Linked DNA regions of Mus musculus: region 2 is linked to region 1. Evidence: chromatin contacts called from public HiChIP or PLAC-seq data. All regions are on one chromosome and are shown on one strand. The core of a region is the stretch at or near the end of the contact, and the rest is flanking DNA. Distances in the headings are between cores, read along the strand shown. Region 1 holds the start of Ebf2 (early B cell factor 2). Region 2 has its middle 27 kb from the start of Gm24981.

What was found. HiChIP or PLAC-seq counts read pairs in DNA pulled down with a chosen protein or histone mark.
Region 2: an H3K4me3 HiChIP or PLAC-seq map of embryonic hindbrain shows a contact between it and region 1, with 4 times the contacts expected there. The contact joins the enhancer-like site here to the promoter of Ebf2 in region 1. A contact is called at or near these places in 6 of 39 promoter capture datasets (the 3T3-L1 cell line, cranial neural crest, hippocampal neurons and 2 more), 7 of 484 Hi-C or Micro-C datasets (embryonic stem cells, nephron progenitors and stem cell-derived germline stem cell-like cells), 12 of 115 datasets of contacts at active chromatin or transcription factors (astrocytes, craniofacial prominence, embryonic basal ganglia and 7 more) and 2 of 9 other capture datasets (adipose tissue and embryonic stem cells).

Annotation. Positions count from the first base shown.
Region 1 is chr14:67,231,368-67,236,914 of GRCm38.p6, reverse strand. Ebf2 (early B cell factor 2) reads right to left here and starts at 2,271. Exons shown (of 16, transcript NM_001360202.1): 1 at 1,650-2,271. The coding sequence starts at 1,780. It overlaps Gm20675 (a long non-coding RNA gene), which reads left to right and starts at 3,720. Exons shown (of 2, transcript XR_874748.1): 1 at 3,720-3,812; 2 at 4,168-4,499.
Region 2 is chr14:67,536,771-67,542,317 of GRCm38.p6, reverse strand. No RefSeq gene overlaps it. Among named protein-coding and RNA genes, the nearest start is that of Gm24981, 27 kb to the left of the region's middle. Within about 2 kb of position 2,412, at least 9 of the 459 cell types and tissues checked have an H3K27ac peak or open chromatin away from gene starts, as enhancers often do.

The sequences.
Region 1 (5,547 bases), core at 1,022-3,521:
GACTCACTGCTGAGGACCTTCGCCCCCAAGAACCGCTCCACGTGTCAAAGCCAGAAGAAGCCAGAATGTTAAGAGACAGCAGCGCCCCGGCCAGAGACTCGGGCGATCCGCGCTCGAGTGTTTTCTCAAATTCCCTGACTCTGTATAGCTGGACCCAGAGCTTGCCAGAGCCTTGGATGCGTCCACAGGACCTCCCTATATGCCTGTCTCTGATAGTGCCACATTTGACTGAAAACCTTGTGGAGCCGGCGAATTGACAGATGGTGAGGGCAGCCTGGTGGCCCTGAGGTCTTCTGGATTCTTGTGCTGGGCATGGTCTCAGTCACTTTTTTGAAAGTGTATAATTTTCGCTAGACCACCACAGACTGCTGTTTCGAACTTTAATAAAGTACATTTTATTTCGGACGGGAAGACTGGAGGGAAATGTTATTAAGCCCCCGCTAAGGAGCGGATCTGCGGAACTGTCTTGGTTCCCTCGGCTTGTCACCGCCGGAGCGAACCCCTAGACCGCTTTCGAGAGCCAAGGCCTCTGCGAAGTACCATCTGCTTCGGGGACAACTGAGCATTCGGCTTCGGAGGAGTGGCAATCGGGTACCGCAGCTGCCACTTCAGGCATCCGGCTTGCGGCCTTTGCTGCCACTCCTTGAAGGGTGGCAGCCAGTTCGCTCTACCCGGGACACCTGGAGATGTGGCCTATCTGCAAAAGGGGTCATTTCTCAACGTGAAGTCCGGAGATTTAAGGAGGTTGGCGCAGAACGCAGAGCGCAGAGGAAGAGTCGAGAGTCCTGGAAGAAATTTGTGGGTGTCTGGAGAGGGTAAAGGAGCTGGCTCTTGTAGTCTGGACACGAGGGCCATGAATCTCAGTTCAGTAGCGACAGTGAGAAGCGGGACTGGAATGTCTTCGTGGGATGGAACCCTAGACAAATTTTAACCATCCGTAAACGCGAAGATTTGGAAACAAAATCAACTTGAGGAACCCGCAAAACTGGAGGGTGCTCTTCTCTGCGGCTCCATTTTCTCCTCTTCCCCGACTACTCCTGTGCTTCGGTCCATCCTCGGCCTCTTCGGTTTGTCTGTCCCACTCTCCCTCACCCAGGACTCGCTTGCATGTCCCCTTTCCTAGAGCTCCCGGCCGCCTTGCTTTCCTTGCAGCCCCTCAGGCCTCTCCGGATCCTCTCGCCGCCGCCACCATCTGGCCGCTGGGCTCCCCGAGTCTCCAAGCCATCCTGAATGATGCTGGAGGAGAGGCGCTCGCAGGAAGCGTGGGGGAACCTAGGAGTGACCGGAAAGCCGGCTCTGCCGCTGCGCCGGCTGCCAGCTCGGATCTTCACGCGCCACTCCGCTAGAGTCCAAGAGTAAACGCCACGATGTGAGCTTGAACGCTACTTTTAATAAATTTTTTTTGTCCTCAAAGAACGGACTGTGGGGAGAAACACCCGTGACCTCGGTAGTTCAGAAACTACAGTGTCGACTGCGGGAAAAGGGTTCCCCTAGTCGCAGCGACCTGCCCGCCCAGGGAGAGCCCCAGTGCGCACAGCCAGGGAGGAGAGACAAGGACAGAGAGAAAGAGAGGGAGCAAAGGGAAGAGATATTCGGGGAGACAGACACAACCAGAGACTTTCAGAGCACAACGGCTCCAGTCTCATTACCTCTGAGCCGCGACATTGGCGTCCACCACGCCGACATTCCGGACCCAGGACCTGACCGAATCCATCTCGGCACCCAGCGACTTGTCTTTCAGAGCTGGTCCTCTTCCTAGCGTATCTTGAATCCCAAACATTTAAAAAGTCTGGTCCTCTACTGTCGCCTTAAAAGTGACTTTACAACAACACCGTCCTCACTCTCCAATGCTGCCAGCAAATGGTGTTCTCCAAAAGCAATCCGAGAAAGGCGGCAAGGGCCGAAGTTTGGGGGCCCTCTTGGAAAGAAATAGCCAGCCCGTTCCTCCACGCACAATGCAAAGTTTGCGTTTTTTATCCTCGGTGGCTTCAGATCTGCCGCCTCGGGGCTTCCACTCTAGGTCGCCCGCATCCTTCCAGCTGCAGAACGTTCTCCAGAAAGTGGCCACAATTTGGAAGCATCACCTGTTCTGGGAAAAACAGGAGGAGATAGATAGCTGCCTGATCTCTCCCCTTCCTCCTTGTTCCCCCCTCCCTGCTCCTCCCCACCGTTCCGATATAGGAAAAAAAAAAAAAATCCCCAACAGGATCAGTTGTAAGAGGAAGGGGAAGACCCGGAGCGGGGAGGAGGCGGTGGCTGAGAGCGCCGCAGAGCCGGGCTGCTGCAGCGCGCGGGCCCCATGAATGGTTACTACAACCCAGGCCGCGGGAGGCGGAGCCGAGGCCCGATAAGGAGCCTCATTTGCATGGACGCCCGGGATTGGCCGGCTCTGGGCAAGCTGGGCGGACGTCCTCCCGCGGCGTTAGCCAAGCTTTGCTTTGCCCGAAGTCCGGGAGGTGAAAGGCTACAGCAAGCCACAAGCACCGAGTCCCGACCAGAGTCCCGAGTGTTTGGCCTGAGTGGGAAAGGGGGTCCCCAAATCCTGCACCAAAACAGAGTAGCAGGACTCTGAGAGTTAGGATCATGATGGTTCTTTCCGATCGCGGGAGCAGGAAGCCAGCGCGGATTTGCCTCTAGATGCAGGTTTTTTGTCGCCTGCGGGAGACCCTACAGATTCATTCCCGGGGTTTGGACCTGTGACCACCTGTATTTATGCTTTTCGCAAACACTACCCTCAGGGCATCCGTCTTTCTGAACCGGTCTACCAAGTCTCAGAGAGTTCCAGGGAAGCAATCATTTCGTGCGAAGGCCACAAGTGTTAGAAGGAGAGGCGAGATGAAGGAAGGAGAGAGCGGAGTGTGGACGAATGAGGCTCAAGTGCAGTTTAAATAAATATACTGTGAAGGGAAATGGTGAAGGAGTTAAGGAAAACAGCCCCGGGAGGGCGGGAGTACGCACCTTTGCAGATAGGAGAGGTTGCTGACAGCTTGGCTGGCTGAGAACTGCGGGATGAAGTTTCGAATCCTCCCCCCTTTTAAAATCTCCCTCCCCAATCCCTGAAGGCCGGGGAACCCTGCGTTAGAGACACGAGGCGTCTGTGAAGAAGTCCTGGAAACTTTGTCCGCCGAGCGCTGTGGTCGCGAAGGTTGGTGGTCGGGAAGCCGAGGCTCCACAAAATAGCTGAAACCCTAGACGGCTGGAGGTGCCTATTAAAAAAAAATCCTCCTGGCTGGGTGTTATTTTCTTGCTTCTCTTTTTGTATTCTGATCTGCGCGTAGATCTGCTGTTGAAATCTAGAACGCCAGCGCGAAAACAGATTTGAAGACAATGAATGCAAATCTGTGCTCAAAGACCATCTGCCGTGGAGCAGACAATCAGCTGCGCCGCGGTTCGAGCGACTGCACCCGAGCCTCTCAGCATCATTACAGTCGGGAGTCTTTCCTCCCGGCTCAGGGCTCAGGTTTGAGTGTCAATTGACTCCTGACCGGACCCCCTAGCTGTAGGTGAGCGCTCACAGACGAGCTGCGAGAGTTCGCCGCTAGAGGACACAGCGCCTGGGGTGCACGTTTGCCCGGCGAGCGAAAAGGAAGCTTGCGCTTTCAGAGACTGCTTGAGTCTCCATTGAAGGGGACCTGAGCACGTCACTTCACCTCAGGGGCAAACTGTGACTACAGACTGCGCAGGCGGGATGGTGCTCCGGAAGACTTGGTCTCTCTCTACAGCAGTGACTGACTTGAAAGCTGGCTGGGGCTCTCTTTGCACAGACTGGGGAGGGGGGCTGGAGTCGCGTTGATGGTGTACCCTAACTCCAGGTCTTTAATTTCAGGCTTAAAGGGGAGGCAGGGTGGCTTGAGGTACAGTTGAGTGTAAGAAAATAAGAGGCCTAGTTGCATTCGGCAGTTATCCAACAAAAGAGGGAGGGTGGGGGAGAAAATGGTCGAGATAAGATCCACCTCTGCTCTTTCAGCTGCGCAGTTCAGTTACACAAGACTTTACGGATAATTGCGACCCCAGGAAAAACTAACCACCCAGAGTCTTCGAGCTGGGCCTGCTCGTTTTTGTTTTGGTTTGGTTTTAGTTTTAGTTTTGTTTTGTTTTTGTTTTTTTTAAGTCTGCTGAATTTAACTAATCTCTTGTCCTTCTTTCTTGTCCCGGCCATGTTCCCAGCTGGGCAAGGCCTCAGGTTCCTCGGTGAAGAGTGTGGACCAGCCAATGAGCCCTCCGACGTGTGGATGAAACGGCTGGCTTTTGTTTAGTTTTGTTTTAACCTCCCCAAGGAGACTTTGATCAGCTCCACCTCGAAAATGTTCGCGAAAGATGCGGAGAGCCTGAGGGACTGCGGGGCAGCAACGGGCTCCGGCCTAGCCCGGCCCGCCGGCCCCCAGAGGCTCCAGGTTAAAGGGCAGAGCCAAGGTCGCTGACGCCTCTTTTCTCACCAGTAACAGCTGCCGCCCAAATTATACCCCTCAGGAAGCGAATGAATTGTTCCTTTCTCCTTGCTCCCTGCTGCCTTCTCCAAAGCATACTGTCAGTGGCGTCTCACCTCCCTCCTTCCCAGTGACAAGTTCAGGGGTGGCGGTGCCCTGCTGGAAGATAGTGTGTGGGTGCCTTACCTCTAGAACTCAGTGGGACGCTTGGCTCTTAGTGGTCTGCACTGAGGAACCACCCCACCTCCCCTGCGGCTCCTCTGAACACTGGGGACAGACTGCGGACCGACCACTTGGGGTTCCTAGGGTGGTGAGCCCAAAGTCCAGAAGTCCCTTTTACGCATAAATGAAGTTCCAGACCGAGTATAGAGGAGCAGTCGGCCTTGTGCCCTAAGCTGTAACGCTTGTGCGCGCCGAGAGCGGTTCTGCCAACCGCCTTGGCTTTGATTATGTTTGTCAAGGTCTTAGGGAGGGGTGGCGGAAGAATTGACCACCCGTGCTAAAGAAGCGGTGCTGGTGGCTGCGGCGCGCAATCGTGGCGCCCAGAGGGTTGCTTCCATCTCCTTCGCCTCCAGCTACGTGAGAATAACCCTCCATTAGGAACCTGAAACACAAATGCCGCCGGGTCCGGGACCAGGACCGGGACCCGGCTGGGTGTCCGCCCCCTCCCCCCCATACCCAACCCCACTCGCAGCCTCAAGCTTCCTCCACCAAGGACTGGGGAGTCTCGCGTTCCATCCTCGAGAAAAAATCAGAACTCACAGTATTACTATTTTTCACGACCATCTAGTTACACAAACTGGGGAAGTGGTTTGGGATCTCATTTTATACGTTGTCACCGCTTTTGTTCACCCTTCTAAAATACCAGAGTCCAGGTTTGAATTCCCCCTCCCCCTTGTTCGTGTTGTACTGCAGCTTAAGACAATATGTTCAGGCCGAAATTGGTTTTAAGGCCCGGTTGGCCCAGAATTTACCAGCCCTGACATCCTGTGCGCTGGGGCCCTTCTCAAAGTCGGAGGTTTGAGGTATGCCCTCCAGGCGTCATAACACATCCCTCACCCCACAACTAACTCTCTCTCTCTCTCTCTCTCTCTCTCTCTCTCTCTCTCTCTCTCTCGTG
Region 2 (5,547 bases), core at 1,163-3,662, 310 kb before region 1:
CTTGCACCCTGACACTTGTAGCACTTTTCCTTGCAGACAGTTGTCTGACCCTAAAAGAAGGCATTCAGAGTTTTAACATTTCTCGAGTTTTATTTCTATACAGTTTGAATTCTTTTAAAAATATTCTACTTTTATTACAGTGTGTATATGTGTGTGCGCGCGCATGTGTGTGCACGCATACATAATAATGTTTACCATGGAGCACACGTGGAGGTCATGGGACAACTTTCATAAATAGGTTCTTTCTTTTAACCATGTGGGTCTTGGGAACCGAACTCAGGTAGTCAGACTTGGTGGCAAGCACCTTTACTGGCTAAGCCATTTCACCAGCCCGATTTGTGCATATTTCCATTGTTTTTGTCCATATCTATAAATATCTATTCTATCATTTATTTAATTTTAATAAATGGAGAAATTTCATTAACATCTCCTTAAGTTTTAAACCAAGCTGTAATTACCCATGAAATCATACATCATAGTTTTTTCTAAAATAGACACAGTCACTATGCAGCCAACACTTCTTATAGGCGTTCTTCCACGAGCTACCTGAACTTGTCCCGGGTACCACCGGTAGAGCGTGAAGCACATTTGGGGTGCTCTGGAAGCTGAGGGGAGGATGGGCATTCTCCAAGCCAGGGGGTATTGCTTGGAGCAGTGTCTGTTTTTACAGCTCCAGCCCCATGGGTGGCCTCCATCTTGGTTTAGGCACAGGCTCAGCACAACCATCTGCTCTGAGCGAGCAGCCTTTTGTGGTAAGCTGAAGGGGGATCAGCCTGGCTGATTGGCTGGAGCTGTGCCCAGAATACCCAGATGTACATTTGCCCCAAAAGAGGGGGCACAGCTGGGGTCCACTGTCTCCCCAGAGGTTTGGGTTTGTTGGTGAGGCTCAGCCCTGCCTCCCACTCTCCTTCCTATAGCCCACTCTGCTGGCTTGGCAAAGGAGGGAAGGCCCACAGCAGCCCCAGGAGCTCCCTTACCGCCGGCTGCCTGCCATTTGCTGCCACTGGGGACATGAGATTGCTTCCATGGAAACAGAACCGGGGATTGTTTTTCCAGAAATGTCTCAATCTAATATGTGTGAGGAGGCTGGTGTGTGTGTGTGTGTGTGTGTGTGTGTGTGTCTGTCTGTCTGTCTGTCTGTCTGTCTGTCTGTCTGTCTGTGTGCCTGTGTCTATATGTCTATGGTTCTGTGATTCCAGTCACTGAAGGGGACCAGAGAGTATTCAGAATAGGATTTTCACAGAACCCTCATTTTCCTCAATGTCCTAGGAGTTGATTATTTCAGGTGAGTACTGGACATTATGGAGGCTGGGTCTCATTAAGAGACCGTGTTAGAAAACAGTCATCGTTATATATGGTTAGTGTATGCAGAAATACTTTAATTCTGCCTTGACCTATACCACCAATCAGTTCTCCCACAAGCCCTGATGTGGGACTCCAGTGACCAGCTTAAGTCTCTTTTCTGGATTCTTTTGCCTGTTTCAGTCAGAGCCTCATGGTCTCCAAAACAAACAAAACAAAACAAAACAAACAAACAAAAAAAAAAACAACACACACACAATGTGTGAACCCCTGTTTTTATTTCAACATGCAAATATAAGTCTTAGAACTCACCTCTGAAATGGGACAACAGGAGTCAGGAGTCTTAGCAGAAAAAAAGCCAGAGAAGAAAATGCCTTGGAGGTGAGCATGGAGCTGATTAATGCGGCTTCTTTGACTCAGCTGATCCCTGGAAGCGAGAGGAGAGAAGGAAAGAAATCGGACCTTGATTCTGGACCACCTTACAACATGGGTGTACGGATGCTAAGACAACATTCATGTGCCCCGTGGCCTTCTGTTCTAGTCAACACTTCATCTAGAACAACGGTCTAATAGAATGTTCTGGAGTGTAAGCAATTCATAGCAGGTTTTCTCCTTGAAGACGGACTCTCTCTCTCTCTCTCTCTCTCTCTCTCTCTCTCTCTCTCTCTCTCCTTTTCTAGAGGGAAGAGGGGGTAGACTAGAGAGGTCTTACCTACCTTCCTCTCTATCCAACCAGGAAAAGAGATGTGGAACTTAAACACAGAGGGCTGTGACTTCTGGCCCCGTTTCTTTCTTCTTCGCTATTGAGACACTGGGTTTGGTTTGGGCAGATGTGCAGGTGAGTCATGGTGCCTCAGGGGTCCACAACAGGCAGCAAAAGAAACAACTCCAGTTAATTAGAAGGAAATGCCTAGGAGCTTTCTCAAGAAAGCCTTTGGTGAATATAAGCCGTAGCCATGATCTAATCGAACATGGTGAAAGGCTCAGCCTAGGGCTCCTTATCGCACAATAAAAGACTGGAGCCTTTGGTGAATATAAGCCATAGCCATGATCTAATCGAACATGGTTGGTGAAAGGCTCAGCCTAGGGCTCCTTATTGCACACTAAGAGACTGGAGCCTTTGGTGAATATAAGCCATAGCCATGATCTAATCGAACATGGTTGGTGAAAGGCTCAGCCTAGGGCTCCTTATTGCACACTAAGAGACTGGAGCCTTTGGTGAATATAAGCCATAGCCATGATCTAATTGAACATGGTTGGTGAAAGGCTCAGCCTAGGGCTCCTTATCGCACACTAAGAGAATGGAGCCAGGTACTAGGCCTTCTGGGGAGGGCAGATGTCTCAGCAATGTGCCAAGCTAGTGTAGATACCTTGTAATCGTCCGTCCAAGGCAAACGAGAAAGTGACTGTTGAGTGACTGGGTATTACAAGTTCTTTAAAAAGATACTCTAGAGTTAGAAATACTTTCAGAATTGAAAAGATTTTAAACCATGGGTCTTCAGAGCCAACTTTTTCTTTTTTCATTTAAGATCATCATAATATTGTTAGGTTTCAAACCAGGACAAATGGCTAAGGCTGGGGTGCCTCTTTAACACATCAAAGCAGATGCTGGCCACCAGGATCTCTTGGTACCTCAGTCTCTACCTGTTACAGGGCTCTCATGACTGGCATACTCTGCCCCCTTCACTGAACTTCTCCAGCCCTGGAAGACAGACTTCTCTTCCCTATATAATATAACCATTTTAGTTACCTGCTCTCTTTGAACCTTTGGGGCTCCCGGCTGCTGCATCTGGCTCCCTCTCTCCCTCCTCCCTTCCCTTCCTCCTGTCTCCCCACATAGCACAGATCAGTCTGGTCACATCCACTCTGGACTCTCCCAGGTGTCCCTGCCTCTAACCGTGCTCTCCCTTTTATCTACAATAAACCCCCTCCTACAGCATAACCAGGAGCAGTCGTGTTTTCCTTTTCGTCTTAGTTTTTCATCCAAACACCACTTTAAAAATAGGAATACGTGGTCTTGATGCAGCCAACTGGTCTGCTCCCTCCTCTTCTCCCTGATTTTGTACTTTTTGGCCTCGCTGCCCTCTGCTGCTGGAGCAGCCTTCCCACTCCCTATGCCTTTCCAATCACACTGACTCAACACTGGCTTTCATCACTTACGGCGCCTGAGCCTTCTTCTGACTGTAACTTCCCTTAGTGCCCTGGCCTTCTACCCATCTGATGCTTGACACTCGCCGTAGTAAGCCTGGTGTTCTATCTGCACATGTTGCTTTCCTGACTTGATTTTAAATCGAAGTTCTGTCTCACAGGCTTTGTTTGTTTGTTTTGTGTTTTGCTTCAGCTCCATGTTTAAGTGGGCACTTTACAAGGAGCAGAGCTCGATTTGATTTTTGGAATTGAGCAAGCAGTTGCTGGAAAACATTCTCTCCTTGAGAAGAAAGGTGATGCTCCAGTTTGTCTTCAAGTACCGTGAAGACTAGAGGAAGTGCTCCTGTAGAGCACTAAACCCTGTAGTGACTCTGTGTGTGTGTGTGTGTGTGTGTGTGTGTGTGTGTGTGTGTGTGTGTGTGTGTGTGTGTGTGTGATTGTGTAGATGCATGTGTGCATTTGTGAGTGTAGAGGCCAGGGGTCAGCCACGTGTCAACCTCATTCTGTCCCCTTGGCACTGTCCACTCTTTTTTGAGACAGGGTCTCTCACTGGCCTGAAGCTTGTATAGTATTCTAGACAGGCTGCCCCACGTATTACAGGGCCCTGCCTGTCTCCATCTTTCCGGTGCTGGGATTACCAGCATAAGCTACCATGCCCAGCTTTTGTTTTGGGTTCTGGGGCTCTAACTCAGGTTCTGATGCTTGCAAGGCAGGCACTTTACCAACTGAGCCATCTCCCAGGCCCCTACAGCAGGCCTTAATAAACGTTATTCCTTTCTCTTGTCATTTCTGTTCTGGAGTCATACTGACTTATAACAACTCACAGATGGATCATTTGTTAACTCTTACGGGAGAAAAAAAAATGGCATCCCTGCCTTCATTTTACTGTGGTTTTGGGGAAATGCAGGAGGTCTGTGTTGTGTTTCCCAGTCCCTATGCATTGAATTTCCTGCCTCTTCAGAGCTGCAGCACTTGCTGGTTTTAATCTCTATCTACCCCCACCCCAAACTTAGCCTCACCCTCCTACCTCAACCCTCACCCCAACCCTAACCCCCACCCAACTCCCACCCACACCCTCACCCCAGCCCTCACCCCCACCGCAACCCTCACCTGTAGCCCTGCACAGCACTCATTTACTGCTAAAATTAAGCACTCTTCAATTTTGTTTCAAGAATCTTAGCATTTCTCTGCACATCTCTGGAGACCTGCAGGATGGCTCTGAGCCCTGGATTGAAGCTATCACTGTGTAGCATCAAACACCATGCAATCCTGGCTCTGTGAGGCTGCCTGCTTCTGTCTTCTGCACTCCACATTGGCACTGCCCGCCTGGCGTTCGCCCAGGCTGGTCTGACACTTGCTGCTGAGGATGGGGAGGGAACCCAGGCAGGTTTCCAATTCTTTGAGCTGGGTGCTGTCTGCAGCCAGCACACTGGAAAGCCCTGGTCTAGAGAATTGAGAGTGTCCTGGAGTCCTGGGATGGGACACTGAGCCACAGGCAGTGGAGAAGCAAGGAGCCCAGTGGAAACCAAATTAGCTCCTGGCATTGACTCCTGCTGACATCTTGATTGTTTTCTCACTCCTCAAGTACCACTTAGTCCCCATGCAGGCTTCCTCCTGAACAATGGAACTGAATGTTCATTTGTTTGCTTGGAGCTAGGGCTTGCCCCACCCCCTTTCCAAAGGCAGGGAGTGCTCAGCTGTCCTCTTTCCAGAAGCCTGCCCCTCTTGGCTTTAGTGTCTTCCATGCTTAATTGCAAATTATTGATTTGAAGGGAATTAATTTTTTAGCCCTTGCCAGATTCAGTCGCTCCTAGGTTGGACTCCTCAGCAGGACGCCCTGGGGATCCCAGCTGGGGATGGGGGGTGGGGGGGAGGGACCGAGGTTTACAAGAAGCTGAAGCCGGGTTGGATGGAAGCCACATGTATCTACTCAGAATGAAGCTGGGGACTGTCTAGCCTAAAATCCTGTTTTGCCAAAGGGGAAACTGAGGTCTAGTAACTGCCAAAGGTTTTGCAGTCATAGAGAGAGGAGCTCCTGGTTACCAGCCAGAACATTCTCCAGCATGTCTTACTGCGTATAGGCTCTGTGGAGCTTCG